Linked DNA regions of Sus scrofa: region 2 is linked to region 1. The links are chromatin contacts, called in public HiChIP or PLAC-seq maps. All regions are on one chromosome and are shown on one strand. The core of a region is the stretch at or near the end of the contact, and the rest is flanking DNA. Distances in the headings are between cores, read along the strand shown. Region 1 overlaps KAT6B (histone acetyltransferase KAT6B). Region 2 overlaps KAT6B (histone acetyltransferase KAT6B).

Region 1 (4,789 bases), core at 1,140-3,639:
AGAATGGAAGACCAAGCATGGTACTTACTGTCTGCTACCCGATGAGATAAATGTCTACTTAAGGCAGGGAACCCTTTCATGTTATACATGTACCACCTGAATGAGGACGGTAGTGTTATCAAGCTCTCACATCTCATTGCTGGGCGACATCAGGGAGCTCTTTTTTTAGGATAGCTGTCCATCTGTTCTCCTCCAGGAACTCCTGGATCTGTGCCACTGCCACTTGGCTGCTGGCTTCAAGAGAGCCTAAATCAGTGAGTTGCTCACACCAGGGAGAACAAACAGGCTCTTCTCCTTAAAGTGTCTGTAATTATATGACCATAATTAGAAATAAAACCTTCTTTATATAATTAGCAGCTCATGTGGAAAGACTTTCTGCTTACACACCATTTTATCCTCCATTGTTTCACATGCTAATGGGGGAAACAGGTTACTTGGCCTGACAATAGACCATTGAAATGCAGGGGAGAGGTCCAGATTCCCCACACTCTGTAATTTTGCTCTGTGGCCTTGGGGTCATCAAGTGCTTCATCAGCTTTTGGTTTGTAGTGTTGCATGGTGTGGCTAATACATATAGGAGGTGTTGCATATGACGACCTTCATTCCTGCTATTAGTTCCTTGAAAAAAGAGATAACTTAGGAATAAATAGCTCATGAGTAGAGACGCTAGTTTTGGTACTTGTGGTTCGGGTTCAAGTTTGTTGTCATTATTGTCAAAGATAATGTCATTTGGCGGTTCTACAATGTTCAAAGAGATGTAGGTCACTGTTTCTTTTTGTCTGATGCTTTGATTTTGAGTTGATGCTGATTAATTCATGAGCCCCAACTGCAAGGTAGATGTTCAGTATTGATTAGACACATGCCCCTGGTTGTTTGCTGTTAAAAAGGACTCAGTTGTGAAATACTCCTAAAGCTAAATCAATAAGCTACTAAAGTTGTTTTTCTCCCATAAATGTTTGCATTTTATCCCTTTAACTAAATGAGAAGGACTCTGAAGGATTTCAATGATCTGGACTGTTAAGAAAACCAGCTGTAATTTTGGAGCGGTTATGCTCGTATGTTAACTGGTCCAGGTGAGTATAAATTATTCATATGTACATCTTAGCTGAGGAGAACTCTGGCTTAATGAAGGAGACAACATAACAATTTTCTCTGGGAAATTATCATCTTTTTTCTGGTGACATGGGTAGAGAACTTTGCTCAGAGCACACCCAAATACTAATAAAAATTTCAAGGCCACTTGAGACATAGTTCCTCACAGTGCAAGGGTTTAAAAATGTCTACAGTTTCTCCAGTGCTCATGACCAGTAATTGCTAAGCAATTAGCTTAGCTCTACTGGCAGAGTCATTAGGCAGTTTTCTGCCTTGGCAATTTTTTCTGAAGACTTTATTAAATTTAGAGCAATTTCTGTCTGGCTTTTCCTCCTCAACGTACAGACTTGTCCAGAAAAGCACAGGTCTTTATGAAATCCACTGAACTCAGTAGCTTCCAGGCCTGTCATTCTGCCCTGCTTGCTTTCCCTTCCAGGTTCCTAGAATGGGCTGTTACCTCCTGCCGGGTGGACTTCCTGACCACGCCGCCCCCTTCCTTAAATCTTTACAGTGGCTTCTTATTTCCTTTTGCATCTACTCTGGCTGTTCTCCCCGGGCATCAAAGCCAGGCACCAGCAAGCTCTGGATTATCTCATTTCCCTCATCTGCTGCTCAGGTTCCCAGCCTTCTCTCTCTCCATTCCTTTTTAAGTTTCTCTAGGTAGCACCTTCCTTGTAAACTCATTTCATCCGCCCTCTGAGCCATCTCCCAAGCACCTACATTTTCTTAGATTCTCTTCTTGACAGACTATCCTTTTTTCTTCTGTTCTACATAACTCCTGTAAAAGTCCTTTTGAATTAAGTAGAGAACTGCTGATGGTCTCCTCTTCATCTCCTCTCACAATAAAAGACCTCCTGTGGCTTCTGCCTCTAATATCCCCCTCCATTATAAACTCACCTCCACTTGCCACTTCCAAACTGACCCTTGCCCTTGACTTATGTGTATATCCCATCCCTGCTCTGGTTACTGTCACCTAATTTAGAGACTCAAGCGAGTGTGAATAAAGCAGGTTCTGAGGTCAACCGCCTGACTTGGAATCTGAGCTCTGCCACTTGCAGCTGTGCTCCTTCTACCTGTCATTCAACCTTTCTGTGCTGCAGTTTCCTCAATAAGACTGAACAGTCAGAACACCTAGCCGAGATTGTTGAGATAATTTAAGCACTTCATACAATATCTGGCACACAGTCAATATGCAGTAAATGTTAATTGTTATTGGAGTTCCCGCCATAGTGCAGTAGTTTAAGGAGACGGCATTGTCTCTGCAGCAGTTCAGTTCCCAGCCTGGCACAGGATCTGGTGTTGCTAAAGCTGTGGTGTAGTTTGCAGCTGTGGCTCAGATTCCATTCCTGGCTTGGGGACTTCCATATGCTGCTGGTGGGGCCAAAAAAAACAAAAACAAAAACAAAAAACAAAAAACAAAACCCTGTTTTTATTTTTTTTCCCTTTTATTTTTCTTTTTTAGGGCTTCATTTGCAGCATATGAAAGTTCCCAGGCTAGGGGTGAATCAGAGCTGCAGCTGCCAGCCACAGCCATAACAATGCGGAATCCAGGCCCTGTCTATAACCTACACCACAGCTCACAGCAACACCAGATCCTTAACCCACTGATCAAGGCCAGGATTGAACCCACGTTCTCACGGATACTAGTCGAGCTTGTTAGCACTGAGCCACAACAGGAACTCCATAGCTGTTATTATTATTTCTTTAACTGGAGTGAGAGAATGAAGAGCACATGTCTATCTTAGAAATCTGTATGCACACACACATATACCCGTACATGTGTGTACCTATATACATGTGTGCACAGCACATCTACATTCACATATAATTATAGGGTTTGGAAAAAACATTGAGAATAATCTTTTTTAGAAAATGAAAAATTTCATGTTTTTAAATGCAAAACACATAAAGTTGAACAAAATCTTGGCTGATGAGGCAACAGAGATGGGAAATACACTGTTCCATTTGTTTTTTGCACACCTACTAAAGATCTGACATTAGTGGTTTGTCTTTGTTTAAAATCACTAGAACCCCATATGCATATATGGGCACTTGGTTGCCTTTGAGTGATAATGAATAGGGTGACAGATTTGCCTTAGGCAAGTTTCAAAAGCAGGAGCTAGTCCAACCAAATCTTAAGTAAATGAAAGAGAAACTAATTTTTAAAAGAAGACTAATGTGAGGAGACCATTCTTTTTTAAAATGGCTGTATAGGAGTTCCCATTGTGGTTCAGTGGTTAACAAATCTGACTAGGTTCAATGAGGACTCAGCTTCGATCCCTGGCCCCACTCAGCGAATTAAGGATCCGGCTTGCCGTGATCTGTGGTGTAGATCGAAGATGCGGCTCAGATCTGGCATTGCTGTGGCTACGGTGTAGGCCAGCGGCTATAGCTCCATATGCTGCAGGTGTGGCCCTAAATAACCACCCCCCCCAAATGACTGTATAAAGAATAAATAAGTAAAAATGACTATAGAGAGGAACTATACAGATAAATCTGTCATGAGTTTATGCATACCCCTTTAAAGGATATAGTTTCAGTACAGTTATTATTAAGCATGAGGATAATTAATTGCTTTGTTCTCCTAATTTTTTTTGCTTGTAAATAATCTGTTAAGGAATTTTATAAACATACTGATGTAATCCTGGGCTGGTGTGTATATTTTCTAAGAATACTTACCAGACTTATGTTGATTATTTATAGCCAAAAATGTTGACGATAGATATCACTTACTCCTGATTTACCAGGGATGTGTCAATGAAACATTTATTTAGAAAACAGAAATAATTTTAGGTGGGAAAATTGAATCTCTTAAAAACAATAATGAATGATTTAATATACCTGTGTTTTTTGAGTAATATTGGAAGACCCACGAATATGTAGTATTCACATGACTTTATATATATATATATAATATAACATATATATTTAGTGCTATTACCCATATCTTAGAGGTTGCTACTCTTGTAGATGTAAAAATTACTTATATTTTCCTATTTTCATTTGTGTATGTAATTTTACAACTTAAATCATTTTAGGTTGTTTTATTAGTGCCAGTTTTATAAAATAAAATTATTGCAGAACTTATGAGGAAGGGTGGCATGAAAGAGGTGACCAGAGTTATACTGTTTCATATTTGTAACTTTCATTTCTTTTCAAGTGTAGATTTATTCCGAGTGATACAAATTGCTGTTTTCCTTGGCAGGCATTAGAAGCAAGTCTTTGTGAAATTATGTAATGTCTGAAAAGTTATATTCATGATTAATTGGCCTATCCCAGAATGGTATTTGTGTGTGTGGAATAAGGCGATCATGCTTTTTATTTGGCAGTAAGTTAAAGTGCCATTGCTCAGATCAGGTTACTCTACAGGGCTTTTTGACTGAGAACTGTATGTTTAGCTTGATCTCTTTTTAAAAAGTGTAAAATGTAGCTTCAAAGCCAAATATGCTAGAATTCATATTGTAACCAATGTAGTCTTTGGATAACTTCAAAAGCAAGCTATTCCATTCTGTCACACCTTAGTTAACAAATAAAGCCAAAAGATTTAAAACAACAACATTATGGATCTCTATAGCCTCTGAACTCACAGCCAGTCTTGATTATCTAAGGGTAGATTGTCTGTAGTGTCAAATAGTTTTAAATTCTTCCTGACCTTGACCCAGACTGATCAGTTACAAGGACCTATTTATTTATCTAA
Region 2 (4,789 bases), core at 744-3,243, 67 kb after region 1:
TAAAGGATTACTTTGAAGTATCTCCCTGCCAGCTTTTCATAAATTAAGCATAAACTTTCTTTGACCTCATCACACATAATTAAATAGCTGTTGAAGGGTTAAAGTCAACTAAAAAGCGATTCTGTATCTCAGTCCCCATTCCCCTGCAAAATTATACAGGAAATTTCTTTTGGTTCTCAAGCCGGGTAATTACAAGAGACAGTTACATAATTTACAGTTTCAGTCTGTTTGTCCATAATCACATACTTCCACCTAGTTGTATATACCCCATGAGTATCCGAGTGTACTTTGATTTGTAAATGATGATTGCAGTGTAATTGATTGCTTGCATGTAGCATATTGAATTGATTCTTAAAAATGAACTTTAGCTGTTAACATGTCTCTTTGAGTTCCGGTTATTTACGTAGTTTGTGGTTCTTGAGTTCAGCAGTTGCATACTAGTTAACAAATTAAACTCTCAGAGCTTTTTTCCTTATTAAATTTGGAAAACAGAATGTCTGCATACAACCTAGCTAGAAAAGTGCCAAGAACACAGTAGGCACTCAGCTGTTGGACACATTGCTAAACCATTCTAACCCTTTGAAAGTTGAATGGACATTCTTTGATTAACTGTGACCAGGGAATAATATTAGTATATTGTGACAAAAGCTGTGCTCATAATACTGTATTGTTACTGAAGTCTCAACGCAAAGTATTGCTAGAATTAGGAAGCCAATCTGAACAGTGGAGGGTTTGTTTGTTTGTTTGTTTGTTTGTTTGTCTTTTTGCCTTTTCTAGGGCCGCTCCCGTGGCATATGGGGGTTCCCAGGCTAGGGGTCTAATTGGAGCTGTAGCTGCCGGCCTATGCCACAGCCACAGTAATACGGGATCCGAGCCGCGTCTGCCACCTACACCACAGCTCATGGCAACGCTGGATCCTTAACCCACTGAGCAAGGCCAGGGATTGAACCCTCAACCTCATGGTTCCTAGTCGGATTCGTTAACCACTGAGCCACGACAGGAACTCCCTGAACAGTGGACTTTGAGAGGGGCATCGCTCACTAACTGAAGGGGTAATCGCTGATGTCTTTTTATACTGCTACTCATGGTATTTCGTGTTTTTGTTTTTCCAACACCTAACTTCTAATGGTAGCCAATTTGGACTTTTAAGATCCCAGTAGTATTAAAAGCTGGATAGCTACATGACATCAAATCCATTGGCAAACCAGCCTGTCACTTGATTGAACACATCATCAGCCCAGCTCTTACCCCCAGCCTATATATTTGCTGCACAACTGTCAAAACGGGCTCATCAGGGGAGTCCCCTGGTGGCCTAGCGGTTAAGGATCCAGCATTGTCACTGCTGTGGCGCAGGGTCAGTCCCTGGCCAGGTAATTTCCATATGCCATTGGCACAGCCAAAAAACAAAATCAAAATGGGGTTCATCAGTAACCCTGTAGGGACACCACCATTTATTGCCAGAGGCTTTTTGCCTCAAATCTTGTTTGAAAGCTTATGGGAGATAAATAAAAAATCAGTGAAAAGCATTATTTTCAACTTCTATAGGCCAGTGGAATAGGACTGTTTTTCTAGATGACCCGAGGACAGCTAGAGATGGTTTCTTTGCTTCACATTTTCAACATTAGTTGGTCAGATTGGGTGATGGGCTGTGCTTTGATGTTGGAAAGTTATCTTAAAGACTGACAAATCCCTTTTGAAATGCACTTTCAACACAAAGAAGAATTTTTAGAGATATTTCTCTTCCCACTTTTTTCTTTCTTAAGGCTTGCTGTATTCTTGTGTTTGCTATGGAAGCCCATCAGCCAGGATTGAAATTACAACATCACTTGGTCCTATTTTTGAAAATTATAGCTGGTAAACACACACAAACACAGTATTTTAGGGAAGGTACGGGAGAGCAAAATGAAAAGGCAAGTTGCTCTTCTAACTGTCCTGCCTCCCAAACTTGGTTTTGAAATCAGTGGCCAGTGGCCATGCTGATCTAAATGCTCCCACTCTGTCGGCCAGGTAGGATTAGACTAGACAACTAGCTATTAGAATGACCTGTCTCAGCCACCCCCCAACCCCCGGAACCACAGAAGCTCAGTGGTCAAAAGTAAGTCCAGCTTTTGCTTTTAGTCTTTTCTTTAAAGAAGAGTTCAGTTCCCTTGTGGTACAGCCAGGTTAAGGATCCAGCATTGTTACTGCTGTGGCACGGGTTCAGTCCTAGACCTGGCAACTTCCACATGCCACACGCATAGCCAAAAAAAAAAAAAAGGAAGAGTTCAATTGTAATGTTTCACAGGTGAAGCACTATAAGTACATATAGTTACTTGCTCGGAGCAGATGCTTTATTTCAAGTGTGTATGGGTTTAATGCAGTGTGTTTACAATGTAACTTACTGGGATTTTATAACTTACATATGAAAATTTTATCCAGGTTTCAACTTGGAAGAAGTAAAATAGTTTCTGAAATAATTTTTCAGATTGAATCTCTAATGTGAACTTTTGTGAAATTTTTTTCTTTTTTTTTTTTGGTAAATGTGTTTTTCCTAAAACTTTCCGGAATTTAAAAGTGGTTTGATCTGTGGAAACAGACAAAAGGTCAAAGAGGAGGGCATTCTTCTGACATGTCTTTTAATTTGTTACTTCAAAGGTCACAGTACTGGTATTATATTACTGTTACCTAACCAGAAGTGCCTCTGAGTGATGAATCAGAGCTTTACTTAATTTGCATTAGGCAGTGGGCCACTTAAAGAATCTGGTTACTTCCCAAATATACTTAAGGAGAGATATTTTTAAAAAATTCTTGCCGGAGTTCCCGTCGTGGCACAGTGGTTAGCGAGTTCGATCCCTGGCCTTGCTCAGTGGGTTAACGATCCAGCATTGCCGTGAGCTGTGGTGTAGGTCACAGACGCGGCTTGGATCCTGCATTGCTGTGACCCTGGCTGGCAGCTACAGCTCCGATTAGACCCCTAGCCTGAGAACCTCCATATGCCGTGGGAGCAGCCCAAGAAATGGGAAAAGACAAAAAAAAAAAAAAAAAAAAAAAAAAAAAAAAATTCTTGCCTTTCACAAATGATTTTAGTGTGAGAATAAGGGAAATTGACAGAGTATATATAAATATCATCTCTCATTCCCTGATCATTTTATCCTTTATCAGAGGTGCCCCATTTTCCTAATAAGGAAAATGAGATAATCTATTTCCTATATGGTCCTCTTCTTAGAAAGAAAAACGCACCCGCCTAGTGACAAGGTCATGATCAGTGACATGCTAGTCTGTCACGGAGCTGTCTACCAAGTGACCATCTCCTCCGAAACCTCGACTCTTTAGATATCTCTGTTTCCCCCAAGATTCACCTTGCACTTGGATCTCTCACTAGGCACCACTGCTGCCACCACAGCCCTTGGGATGGAGGTGGGACAGCAGAATGGAGAAGTGTTGCACCCCCATTTAACATATTGACCAAGGTTTAGTGCCCAAGACCCTTTGCCTTAAATAATCCCGGATGCATCTGAGACCAGACTGGCTTGAGAGACAAGAGTTGAGATTGGGTAGGATACGGACATCTCTAGTTTTTAGAATATAGACATCTCTGATGTACAGCTGAGAACCAATGGGCTAGACCAGAGGATAGAAAAAGGACAAATAAAGAGAGATAGTGTCACTCAATTAGATTATTGGTTATCAAAATGCCATTGACTCATCTTTGGCCTGCACTGTCTCACAGGGGTTTTTCTCTAGCCCTGGTCACCCCCAGCTTAGGAACTCGATCATGGATGTTCATTCTCCTCAACACAAGAGCACCGCAGAAGGAAGAGGTCCCCTTTCCTACCAACCTATAGTGCCTCTTATGATCTCTTACACTGCATTCAATAAGTGCCATATTGTTTTAAAATAGTCACGGTCTTGCTGCCCATCTTTTAAAAATTCTTTTCATCTTTTATCTAATACAGATCATCTCAAAGTATGGTCCAGGTACCCCTAGGGATCCCTAAGGCCCTTTCAGGGAGTCTGCAAGGTCATAAGAGTTTTCAAAGTAATACTAAGATACTCCCTGTCCTTTTCATTCTCATTCTCCCCCAAGTGTACAGTGGAGTTGTCAAGAATTTCATGACCTGTAATATCACAGCAAATTGAATACCAAAATAGATAGTAGAATTTAGCTGTTTTCTCTTAAGCCTGTTGTTGAGAAGTTTTTCGAAAATGTAAAACAGTGCCACTCTTCTCACCATTTTGTTTTGTTTTGTTTTTTATTTTAGAAAATTATGTTAACATATAATTATGTTTGTATTTATTTGACAAATAAGTATTTGTCAGATTTCTCCCTAAAACTAATATATATAGCCCTTATAAACAGAAGCTCATAAATAATTTGTTTTTATTGTAAAGAGATCCTAACATGCAAAAGTTTGAGAATCACACATATTTAATATATAAACCCTTGCTAGTCAAGTGTGGTTCATGGTAGAGCAATTTGTTAGAAATGCAGAATCTCAGGCCCCATCCCAGACTTGTCGAATCAGAATCTAGTGGTATCTGGAGTTCCCGTGGTGGCACAGCAGAAACAAATCCAACTAGGAAACATGAGGTTGCAGGTTTGATCCCAGGCCTTGCTCAGTGGTTTAAAGATCTGGCATTGCCGTGAGCTGTAGTGTAGGTTGCAGATGCGGCTCGGATCTGGCGTGGCTGTGGCTGTGGCCGGCATCTGTAGCCCTGATTAGACCACTGGCCTGGAAACCTCCATATGCCAAGGGTGTGGCCCTAAAAAGCAAAAAAAAAAAAAAAAGAAAAAAGTCTAGTGGTATCA

What was found. HiChIP or PLAC-seq counts read pairs in DNA pulled down with a chosen protein or histone mark.
Region 2: an H3K27ac HiChIP or PLAC-seq map of skeletal muscle shows a contact between it and region 1. The contact joins two enhancer-like sites. A contact is called at or near these places in 1 of 47 Hi-C or Micro-C datasets (epiblast stem cells) and 1 of 2 datasets of contacts at active chromatin or transcription factors (skeletal muscle).

The regions. Positions count from the first base shown.
Region 1 is chr14:77,507,557-77,512,345 of Sscrofa11.1, forward strand. The region is part of intron 3 of KAT6B (histone acetyltransferase KAT6B); the gene reads left to right. Among named protein-coding and RNA genes, the nearest start is that of KAT6B, 120 kb to the left of the region's middle. Within about 2 kb of position 2,390, at least 9 of the 83 cell types and tissues checked have an H3K27ac peak or open chromatin away from gene starts, as enhancers often do. A contact at or near this core is called in skeletal muscle, where this site is marked.
Region 2 is chr14:77,574,843-77,579,631 of Sscrofa11.1, forward strand. All of the region lies in intron 13 of KAT6B (histone acetyltransferase KAT6B), which reads left to right. Among named protein-coding and RNA genes, the nearest start is that of DUPD1, 66 kb to the right of the region's middle. Within about 2 kb of position 1,994, at least 3 of the 83 cell types and tissues checked have an H3K27ac peak or open chromatin away from gene starts, as enhancers often do. A contact at or near this core is called in skeletal muscle, where this site is marked.